2 separate regions of the Pan troglodytes genome follow, and region 2 is linked to region 1. The links are chromatin contacts, called in public Hi-C maps. All regions are on one chromosome and are shown on one strand. The core of a region is the stretch at or near the end of the contact, and the rest is flanking DNA. Distances in the headings are between cores, read along the strand shown.

Region 1 (5,579 bases), core at 1,682-4,181:
TGTCGCCCAGGCTGGAGTGCAGTGGCGCAATCTCGGCTCACTGGAAGCTCCGCCTGCCGGGTTCATACATTCTCCTGCCTCAGCCTCCCAAGTAGCTGGGACTACAGGCACCCGCCACCACGCCCGGCTAATTTTTTGTATTTTTAGTAGAGACGGGGTTTCACCATGTTAGCCAGGATGGTCTGGATCTCCTGACCTCGTGATCCACCCACCTTGGCCTCCCAAAGTGCTGGGATTACAGGCGTGAGCCACCGCGCCCGGCCAACTGTCACCATTTTTCAAAGGCAGTTTCAAGACACCTGTGAAAGGAAAATAAATCTCAGGACACCCAAATCACTAAGCCAAGGGAAGTCAAGCTGGGAACCATGTCAGGAAAACCTGCCTCCCATTCTACTCCTAAATAAAATAGGTACAAAGAAAAGAGCATATGTTTCTCCCTCACAATTTGCTCACAGGAAAATTCCTTGTGGACAAAGGACAGAAAACTCAGTCATCCCTCTGAGGCTGCCCTGAGACAAATGCACATCTGATTGCTTCCTCTGCCCTATTGTTTATGTAAAAATGCAGATTCGCTGAGCCAGACTCAATTGTGTATTCAGTGGAAGGCTGACCAAGGACTCAAAAGAATGCAACTTTTGTCTCTCTCTCTCTTTTTTTTTTTGAGATGGAGTCTCACCCTGTCACCCAGGCTGGAGTGCAGTGGCGCTATCTCCACTCACCGCATCCTCCACCTCCCGGGTTCAAGCCATTCTCCTGCCTCGGCCTCCCGAGTAGCTGGGACTGCAGGCACCCACCACCACGCCCGGCTAATTTTTTATTTTTAGTAGAGACGGGGTTTCACCATGTTGGCCAGGCTGGTCTCAAACTCCGGACCTCAGGTGATCGGCCCGCCTCGGCCTCCCAAAGTGCTGGGGTTACAGGCGTGAGCCACCACGGCTGGCCTCACACATACTGATTGATGTCTCATGTCTCCCTGAAGTGTATGAAAGCAAGCTGTGCCCGACCACCTTGGGCACACGCCCTCGGGTCCTCCTGAGGCTGTCACAGGCGCGTCTGTAAACCCGGCAAAATAAACTTTCCACATTGGCTGAGAGGTGTCTTGGAAGCTTTGGGCTCACACACTGGCTGCCTGTGTCAGTCCCTCAGCGAGGAACAGCCGTCCCCAGCTTGTCTATACCCCCAGATTTGTCCCGCCCACAGTATTCCCCAGGTGAAAAGATAGCCCAGAGCGTTCTGTGCTCTGCTAGGCTTGCACAGAGAGACCTGAGCTCGGGACTTCACTCGTGCCCTCCACCCATGCCCAGCGCAATTGTTTAGCCATGTAGTCCCTGAATACCTGCTTCACTCATTACAATCACGTTTCTAAATTTGTGGAATTTGTGATACAAAGAACAAGCCAATAAATCGCTTATGTATTTTAATGTAAATTGTTGGCGAGGAATTTAGCAACTGCCTCATTTTTCCTTTAAAAATCCACTTGTTAAGGCGGGGCGCGGTGGCTCATGCCTGTAATCCCAGCACTTTGGCAGTAGAGGCGGGCGGATCACGAGGTCAGGAAATTGAGACCATCCTGGCTAACACAGTGAAACCCCGTCTCTACTAAAAATACAAAAAAATTAGCCAGGCGTGGTCAACGGGCGCCTGTAGTCCCAGCTACTCGGGAGGCTGAGGCAGGAGAATGGCGTGAACCCGGGAGGCAGAGCTTGCAATGAGCCGAGATCGCGCCACTGCACTCCAGCCTGGGCGACAGAGCAAGACTCCGTCTCAAAACAAAAAAACAAAAACCAAGAAACAAAAAACAAAAAACCCACTTGTGGGCAGGTGCGGATGGCTCATGCCTATAATTTCAGCTCTTTGGGAGGCCAAGGCAGGCCAGATCATTTGAGGTCATTTGAGGTCAGGAGTTTGAGACCAGCCTGGCCAACATGGCAAAACCCCATCTCTACCAAAAAAAAAAAAAAAAAAAAAAAAAAAATTAGCTGGGCGTGATGGCGTGCACATGTAATCCCAGGTACTCAGGAGGCTGAGGCAGGACAATCGCTTGAACTCGGGAGATGGAGGTTGCACTGAGCCAAGATGGCACCACTGCAGTCCAGCCTGGGCAATAGAGTTAGATTCTGTCTCAGAATTAAAAAAATAAAATCCCACTTGAGGCCAGGCACAATGGCTCATACCTGTAATCCCAGCACTTTGGGAGGCCAAGGCAGATGGATTACTTGAGGCCAGGAGTTTGATACCATTTCGGGTGTGAATGTGGAAAATCTGAGACAGGTTTTTTTTTTTTTTTTGAGATGGAGGCTCGCTCTGTCGTCCAGGCTGGAGTGCAGTGGCGCGATCTCCGCTCACTGAAAGCTCTGCCTCCTGGGTTCAGGCCATTCTCCTGGCTCAGCCTCCCAAGTAGCTGGGACTACAGGCGCCTGCAACCATGCCCGGCTAATTTTTTGTATTTTTAGTAGAGACGGGGTTTCACCATGTTAGCCAGAACGATCTCGATCTCCTGACCTCGTGATCTGCCCGCCTGGGCCTCCCAAAGTGCTGGGATTACAGGCGTGAGCCACCGTGCCCGGCTGAGACAGGTCTCTTGTTAATTTATAAAGTTTATTTTGCCAAGGTTGGGCAGGGACCTGTGACACCGCCTCAGGAAGTCCTGATTGAAAGATTCTCCCAGGGGCCTGAAAGCTTGAGGGAATGAATGACTCCTCCTCCTCAGGCCCAGTCCCAACGCGCAAACTTGCACCAGCAGCAAGATAGCAGAGGCAGGAAAAGAGCTGGCTGGAAGACACATACTCTCTGAAGATCAAGGGGGAGGCCGTCCGCGTACTACATAGCAGTCACGTCAGGCTGGGACAATTCCTGTTTACAGAGAACTATAAAAGCCCTGCCCCCTCCTCACTTGGGGCTGATGCCATTCTAGGCCTCAGTCTGTCCGCATCCAGGCGCTTATTAAAACAGCGTGTTGCTCCACACCGCCTCGTGTTGTCTGTTGGCGTGCTCTCCGGGTTCCAACCAATGCAAGAGCCTTGGGTCTGGCCCTGAAACCCGCGAGGGGCTTCCGTCCACGTCCCCAGTGGACCTACCACCCCTCCATCTGGGAGAGCAGGCCACAGCAGCCGGACAAAGGAAGCTCCTCAGCCTCTAGTCGCCTCTCCGTGCATGCACATCGGTCACTGATCTCGCCTACTGGTAAGTTTCCTGGGAGCCCAGTTAACAGGGAAAAATCCACACGGCCTCTCTTGGTTTCTCCAGCCCCAAAATCCAACATGGGTCCAAGAAGGCTATGGCATGGCTGGGCGTGGTGGTTCACGCCTGTAATCCCAGCACTTTGGGAGGCCAAGGCCGTTGGATTCACGAGGTCAGGAGTTCGAGACCAGCCTGGTCAACATGGTGAAACTCCGTCTCTACTAAAAATAGAAAAATTAGCTGGGCACAGTGGCAGGCCCCTGTAATCCCAGCTACTCGGGAGGCTGAGGCAGGAGGATCGCTTGAACCCCGGAGGTGGAGGTTGCAGTGAGCAGAGATCGCGCCACTGCACTCTAGCTTGGGTAACAGAGCAAGACTCTGTCTCAAAAAAAAAAAAAAAATGCTAAGGTGTGTGCCAGGCACTCGCTGATCATCTGGTCTTAGGGGGACTCTAAGCCAGTTGATCCCATTCTGGGAATGAAAAAGGCTCCTTTTATCGTCTCCCTCCGGCTGTCCAGGACGGTCTGCTTTTCCCGTTCTCCTGAGCCTACCCTCCATTATGCAAAATTCCCAGTCTTCCATTCCAAAGGACAGCCCTCTAGGCTGCCTCATGAAAAACCTGCAAACCTCAGACCTCAGGCAAGATATCCCTCTAAGGACCTTGTTCTTTTATTGCAATTCAGTCTGGCCACAGTACAAATTGGACAGTGGGTCCAAATGGGCCACAAATGGAACATACGACTTTACAATTTTAACTGACTTAAGCAATTATTGCTGACGGCTGGAAAAATGGGGAGAAATTCCTTATATCCAGGCCTTGTTCACACTCAGATTACAACCCGGCCTCTGCTCTTGCTCACCTGTTCAAATCCTCCCCCTCCATTCTCGCCGCCCTGATCGCCGTTCTCCTCCTGACCCTAACTCTTTTTCCTTGTTGGATCCAGCCAACTGCTGCCCACCCCTTCCAGCCCCTGCCTCTTACTCTCAACCGTCTTCTTTAACCCCCTAAGCCTCCTCTTTGTCTTCCCAGCCAGCACCGCCTCCAAGAGTATCCACTTCTTTTCCTACACCATCCTCTCCTCAGGACAATTCTTGCACTGCCTGTACCCATTCTCCTCCCCCACTGCTCTCTCCTGAGGCCTGTAAACCCACCCCGCCACCTTCCGCTCCTATCTATCCTCTGCTGCCTATTAACTCAACCCCCCTTCCCCCTTCAAACCCTCCGCAGGAACCACTTCCGGCTTTTCTTTCCCGCCTATACTCATTCAGGCGTTGCTTTTGGCCCATGCCCCACCCTTACTTCAGCGTCTGTGCTAGAATGCCCCCTTCGGGAAGTAGCAGGAACTGAAGGTCTTATTAGAGTTCATGTTCCCTTCTCCCTCACTGATCGCTCTTGAATTCACAAAAGACTCGGTTTATTTCCAGAATACCCTGCCTCTTATATTAGAGAGTTTCAGTACCTTACCCAGTCTTATGAACTAACTTGGCATGACCTCTACATTATCCTCTCTTCCACCCTCACCCCAGAAGACTGGGACCGTATCTGGACCCTAGCTCAGGCACATGCTGATACAATTCATCACCAAGCTGCCGCCCAGCCTGCTGGCACAGAGGCAGTCCCCAGCCAGGACCCCCACTGGGATTATCAAGATGGGGCCTTTGGATGCTGCCATCGAGACCACATGATTGTGTGTCTCCTTGCAGGACTCAAAAAGTGTGCCCATAAAGCGATAAACTATGAAAAACTTTCAGAAATCACCCAAGGTCCTGACGAAAACCCAGCCCTTTTTCCTCTCTTGTTTAACGGAAGCCATGAGAAAATATACCAACCTAGACCCAGCCAGCCCAGAAGGAACCACTATCTTAAACCTTCGGTTCATCTCCCAACCCATCCCTGATATCCAGCTCAAGCTTCAGAAGCTTGACGATGGCCCTCAAACCCCACAACGAGACCTTCTCAATTTAGCCCTCAAAGCCTTTAATAATTGTGATGAGGAAAGTGAAAGGCAAAAACAGGCAGAGTTTCGAATGCTTGCCTCCGCCATCGGGGGGCCCTGCAGGCCCACGGGGCCGCAGCTCCACACGGGAGCCTCCTAGCAAGCCACCTCCACCTGGCACCTGTTTCAAGTGTGGCAGTGAAGGCCACCGGTCCAGACAATGCCCAAACCCAGGTAAGCCCCCCAGGCCGTGCCCCCTCTGCAGAGGACCCCACTGGAAGTCGGACTGTGAGCGGCCCCTGCAAGGACCGCCTCCATCCCTTCCTGAGCCGGCCAAAACCTACTCGATCTCATCCGCCTTGCCGCTGAAGACTGACAGTGCCCTGGAACGGACACCCGGCAACTACCATTGCCTCATCTGAGCCAAGGGTAACCCTGATAGCGGCAGGTAGGCCAGTGTGT
Region 2 (5,579 bases), core at 1,348-3,847, 180 kb before region 1:
CTTCAGTTCTAACCCTATCAAATTATTAGTGTGTAAGTCTCAATCTTCGACTAAGCTGGGAGGATTCAGATCCCAAGACTGGCCTTACCAGAGACCCCTACCAGCACCAGTGAGGTCGAGTAAACAACAGTCGTTTGTGCTGGTACCAAGGCTCCAACTATTGATGCCACTACTTAGTGGCAATCCCTGAAGGCCTGCTTCAGGTCCTATCTGGGTTGCCAAAATGTCAACCTCAAATAATGAAATTCAGGAAATATGATTAAGTATAGAGTTTATTTGAGCCCAAAGCTTGAGGATGGCTCCCTGGGCACATGCCCCTAGGTTGCCCTGAACATATGTTCCCATTAGCAGCAGTTACAGTGGGGTTTTAAGGAAAAGGAAGAGGCAGTCCCTAAGTTGTTAGCAAGAATTTGCATTAAAATAACAGAAGGTGCTGATTGGCTATGCATCGTTCTTAGCATCACTAATTCCATGTGAACAAGAAGATAATGGGTGAGGCAGCCTGTCAGGAGAAAAATTCCATCAAACAATTGCCCTGGACAGTTGCTTCTATGGTGGAAGAGGCGCTGAATGAAGTCCCACACTCCGGCCTCTCTGGGCCTGATCATTCTGCACACCTCACAGAGCTCAGACTGCCCTATTTTTCTTTTCTCAGGAAAAATGGGTGGATGGTACTGGTGGCCCTGGTCTGATCATCTACCCTGGTTCTAGTAACCAGATTAATTCCTTGTAATAGAGCTGTGGATTTCAGTTCAGTTCCCACGCACAGACCTTACCTCTGCTTTCTCCGACCACTTCTCCCCCACCCCAGGTACTTCACAGCTGAGAGCCTCTTGCCAGCTTCCAACTCTCCAGCAGTCTTTGTTCCCAGACCGTGTCCTGAGGCTGCACTTTCTGGACATGCCCACCTGCTGGACTGGCATCTGTCTTGTCACTTCTCTGGCCTCACCTCTGCGAAAGGAACACAAAAGTCAGGACCCCAGTTCACTCTGTCAAAAGGAAAAGAATGAGCTGAAAGCTGAGTCATGTAAGCAGCTGCCTTTCCTTTCGTTCCTAAGCAGACGGCTACAGATAGAAGGTTCAACATCCGCTTCTCTTATGTAAAGTGCTGATTTGCTGAGGAGTGAGCTGTACACAGTCGACTGTTCCCGGCCTGCTGCTTTTCTCTTGCAACGTGTGGATTACCACACTGTTCCGCTTTCCCCTCCAGCCCACTTTTCCCCTTTAAATACTGAAGCCCTCAAAGTCATCTTTGGAGAAAAGCACAGACCACAGACTGTTTCTGTGATACCGTGTTTTTTTTCCTCCCAGGCATTGTCCTTAACCTTGGCAAAATAAACTTCTAAACTGATTGAGCCCTGTCTCAAGATACTTTTTGGTTTAAACCTCCGAGGCCCTACTGTTTCTAATACAGGTTTCCAGTTTGCTCATCTTTCCCAGGTAGGAAGATGCTCTGTTGCCAAGAGAAATGCAATTCTAACACGCAAATCCGCCCAAACACTAGAGCTCAGCATTCAGCTCTAGCCGAGCTAAGAGGATCCCATGGTCCTGCCCCACAGTCTGGGGCTCATCTTGTGGAGGAGGTAAGTAAAATAGGCCCTGTCTCTCTGACTTCTACCTAATCAGAGTTGATAGTTGCGTTGGAAATTAGGTAAATCGCAGGTGAGTTGATGAATGTGGGAAACCAGATGAAAATGGCTGCTTGATGGGGTTAAAACGCAGGAGAGAGGAATAGAACCCTTCCCACGGAATGGTTCCAGCCTTGTGACATGAGGAGACTGAAAGGGTATCCCAGAGGCAGGTCACTGGCCTTCCAGCTCCACCTGTGGGTGGCCTTGGCCAGGCAACTGCAAGACTGCAGGGCCCCGGGGAGGTCGCACCTGGCAAGCGCCGAGGGAGGGTAAAGCGGAGAGGGGTGAGAGAAAAGAAAAACAACACAGAGCGTCCGAGCTATGTGAGGCGTGCGAGGTTAATCCGGCCCGGAGAGACAGGTCTATGGGGCTTCAGCGGTCCCCACCCATGCCTGGCAATTGTTTAAAGGCACTATTGCTCCGGACCCGCTGCCTTCACCCATGAACTTCCTTTCCTGGAATTATGATATAAAGAACAACGTACAGCCAATTAATAGCTTGTTATTTTCATGTAAATTCTTGGTGAGCTATTTAAGAACTGCCCCCCTCTTAAGCTTTATAAACCCACTTGTCACTGTTGCAAATCCTATGTTCAGGGCAGCTTGAAGCTATGCTCCCGGGTTGCAATCTTCAAACTTGGCCCAAATAACCTCTCTACTTATATCAAGTTTGCCTCAGCTTTTTTTTTCTTCTAGGTCGACGGTTCCCGCCCCGCAAGGGTGCAGGGAAGGGGACGCCCGCACTTCCTAGTGCTCCCTTAGCTGGGGTCGAGCTGAGCGCCCCCCACCGAGCCCCAGGCGGCTCTGTGGAGAAGCCCCTCGGCCCCGGGTTCGGTCTGCACTGCCAGCCCCCAGTCCCCGGCGCGCAGGATCCAGCAGGGACAGCGCCGGGCGGGCGAGAAGGCGAGAGAGCTAGGGCCGGGCTGGGAAGGCACCGGCAGGGGGCGCGGGTTCCCAGGACCGAAAAGGCGGAGCCTCCCACGCGCACTACGTGCTCCCTACGCGCATGCGTCCCGCCCACGCGCAGGCAGCACCTCGCCTGACTGGGTAGCGCTGCCACGTCGGGGCGGGGAAGAGCGTCGTCGCGTCCGGGTGACGTCTCCCGCGGGCGTCGGCAGGGTCGGCGGCGTCGGCAGCAGTGTCGACGGCAGCGGCGGCGGCGGGTGGGAAATGGCGGAGTATCTGGCCTCCATCTTCGGCACCGAGAAAGACAAGTGAGTGGGAGCCCCCCGCCGGGGGTTGGGCGCGATCGGGGCGCAGGGTGGTTGAGGCGGTGGGAGGGCGACCGGGGAGGCCCAGGCGGGCCGGCGCGGCGGCGGCGGGGGAGGGGCCCGCGGCGGGAAGGAGCGGTGGCCCTTCCGGCCCCTTGCGCGCCCTCCGGAGCCGCCGCCTCGTGGGCCGCGCGGCGGAAAAATGGAGCGGGGAGAATGAATGGGGCCTCTTTTCGGGGCGCCGCGGCCGAGCTTTCTCCGGCCTTGGGGTCTGGACTGGCTGATCGCCCGACGTCCGGGCCTCCGAGTCGCCGGCTCCCGGAAGCCGCCTCGAGCCGCGCTGAAAGTTGCCTGGAGCATCCGGGCCTTTTGGACGTGGACACGTTTGCTCCAACTTTCGGCTGTGAATGTCCTGTCGAGCAAGCTCTGGTACCAGCCTCGCCAGTATTCAGTCGCTTATCTAACTTAGGGTCCTAAGCGTTGGTGTTTTATCCACTTAGCCAGCCTCTTGCCTGTTTAAGCGACCACTGGGCCGGCAGTAAGGAGATATGACAAGAAAAAGTATGGTGGAGACTACTGGATTAACTATCTAACCACAAGAGACGTGATCCGCTCTTAACATACAGGTGCTCCTCGATTTACCATGGGATTGCGTTCCGATAAACCCATCATGAATCGAAAATGCCTTTAATACCCCGATAAACCCATCATCTAAGTTGAAAATTTGTAAGTCGGTGACTGTTCTTGAAGACACAATTCTGATATAAGGAAAAAGATGTTTTGATTTTTTCCTTAAGGTTGCATGCCTTCCCTAATCAATCGTTAGGTTAAAAGCAAAACATTTAATTTCAGCTTTAATTGCCACCTTGGCACGTACTAATTTCCAGTGAGTTGGCTGTAGTTTAGACTAAATGGAATGTTTTCAGACGTTTGAAGGATAATTCTTACTTTGAAAACCTAAAGACTCAGCATCTGGCTTAATCTACTCTTTAGTTATCTTGGCATTCTTCAGTGCCATACAAAGTTAACATGACTTTATGTTTTCAGTGATAAACCCCTAAGTTTGTCATAGATGTTTTTAATGCCACTTTTTTCAAACGCTATTTAAAATGTTTCTCTTTTCCAGGATGGAGTCTATCTTGTAAAATGTCCTCTTCACACATGGTAGAATCTCCTGTGTTGTTTGGATGAGGAGGCTATATTTCTAGCAAAATTTTAAGCCAAAATCTACCAGTTATAGTCACTCCAGAAACATTTAGTGGGGGTCAACTATAGGTCAGTTTCTGGAGACTTAAACATGGGTAAAATTTGGATATTATCCTTAAGGAACTCACGGTATGATCTTGGCGAATGAATAGACCAGCTCTATCGGAACAAGAGGCTCTTCTGAGTTTAGGGTGAAGAACTAACACATGTAGGATCGGGGCATCATTAATTTCGCCTTTTCATATTTGCATGTGGCATGACTTCTGTCTTGTAAAAGTCTATCTCCCTATATTTCTGCTATAAGCAACCACATTTCAATCTATTGGGCTATACTATAAAGGTCATGGTTTTAATTCAGGAAAGTTGATTATTTAATCTAGGTTACTTGTGTTTTCTTTTCAGGGAGACGTGGGGTTTTAGCTTCCAGGAAACAGGATCAACTCCTAAAAAATGAAGCGGATGGTTCATATTAACTTTAATTATTATTTAAGCTAAGAATAAAATATAGATCTCTACCAATTAAAAAATGTTTAGCTTATTATATGTTTGAAGTTATAGATGTTTTCTAGATTCAGGGATATCCTAATAGCTTGTCTGTGGTTTAATTGTGTGGAATAATTGGATATTAATTGTTGAGGCCCAGGGCTTGCCCATTCTGAGGTAGTTTTTAAATAAGCTTTCTTTATTTTTAGATGACTTCCTAAAGATATGCTATTGTCTAATCAAGTTAAATAATCTCAAGACCTGTAAGTTTGCAAATATATAGTCACTTTCCTCTCCTGATAAATTTGGACTTTCCCGTCTTTATTGCTACCTGATAATAAATCAGTGGCTAGTCAGTCTTCATGGTCCATCAGATTTCACTGAGGTTGAGGCCCTTCAATCTTAACTCTGGATTGACTGTTTAAAACATAATGGCACTTGGTTAAAAAAAAAAAATTGAATTTTGAACAAAGTCTGTCCGGTAAGATGTCCTAATTCATCAGAGATCGGCTTCCCTCCCTGACATTGCTGGCACACAGGCATGATTGCTGGTTCCATTGGATATGGATCTGGATTGTCAGCGTATTTGAACAGTATTAAGGGAGGGTTTTGCAGTAGAGACAGAAGGTGACGTAAGGTGGTTCCTAAGGTGGGTTCGGTCAGTCCCCTAATAGTTTGTTTTCAGTGTATTGAGACCAGGAGAATTGATTTACTTCAGACCTATTTTTTGAAACTCCCTGTTGGTCTGGTGTCAGGCGTTTAGAGAGACTCTGAACTTCGTTTTCTGTTTTCCTTAGATAATGATAGCACTTCATGAGCACCATATGTGAAGCACACATACGTTCTGTCTGACTCTCAGAACAGTGCCACATTGGCATTGTCATCATTTACAGATGACATCTGAGAGCTAGGGTGACTTGCCCAAGCCCAAGCAGCTGGTAGCAGAGTTGGGATCTTAACCCTCACCACACCGGTGTTTTCAAGAGAGAACTTGGTCGTGGAGAACTGGAGAACAGATACTGCCTAAGTTACATTTAGTTTTAGACTAA

Evidence for each region. A called contact is a pair of places that touch in the nucleus more often than the background predicts.
Region 2: a Hi-C map of stem cell-derived neural progenitor cells shows a contact between it and region 1, with 5 times the contacts expected there. The contact joins the promoter of U2AF1 here to the promoter of ERVH48-1 in region 1. A contact is called at or near these places in 3 of 7 Hi-C or Micro-C datasets (blood, induced pluripotent stem cells and stem cell-derived neural progenitor cells), 1 of 1 datasets of contacts at active chromatin or transcription factors (stem cell-derived excitatory neurons) and 1 of 1 other capture datasets (stem cell-derived neural stem cells).

The regions. Positions count from the first base shown.
Region 1 is chr22:43,575,701-43,581,279 of NHGRI_mPanTro3-v2.0_pri, reverse strand. ERVH48-1 (endogenous retrovirus group 48 member 1, envelope) reads left to right here and starts at 2,931. Exons shown (of 2, transcript NM_001309176.4): 1 at 2,931-3,183.
Region 2 is chr22:43,751,995-43,757,573 of NHGRI_mPanTro3-v2.0_pri, reverse strand. U2AF1 (U2 small nuclear RNA auxiliary factor 1) reads left to right here and starts at 2,597. Exons shown (of 9, transcript XM_063803497.1): 1 at 2,597-2,844. It overlaps CRYAA (crystallin alpha A), which reads right to left and starts at 2,513. Exons shown (of 7, transcript XM_063803499.1): 1 at 2,200-2,513; 2 at 777-951.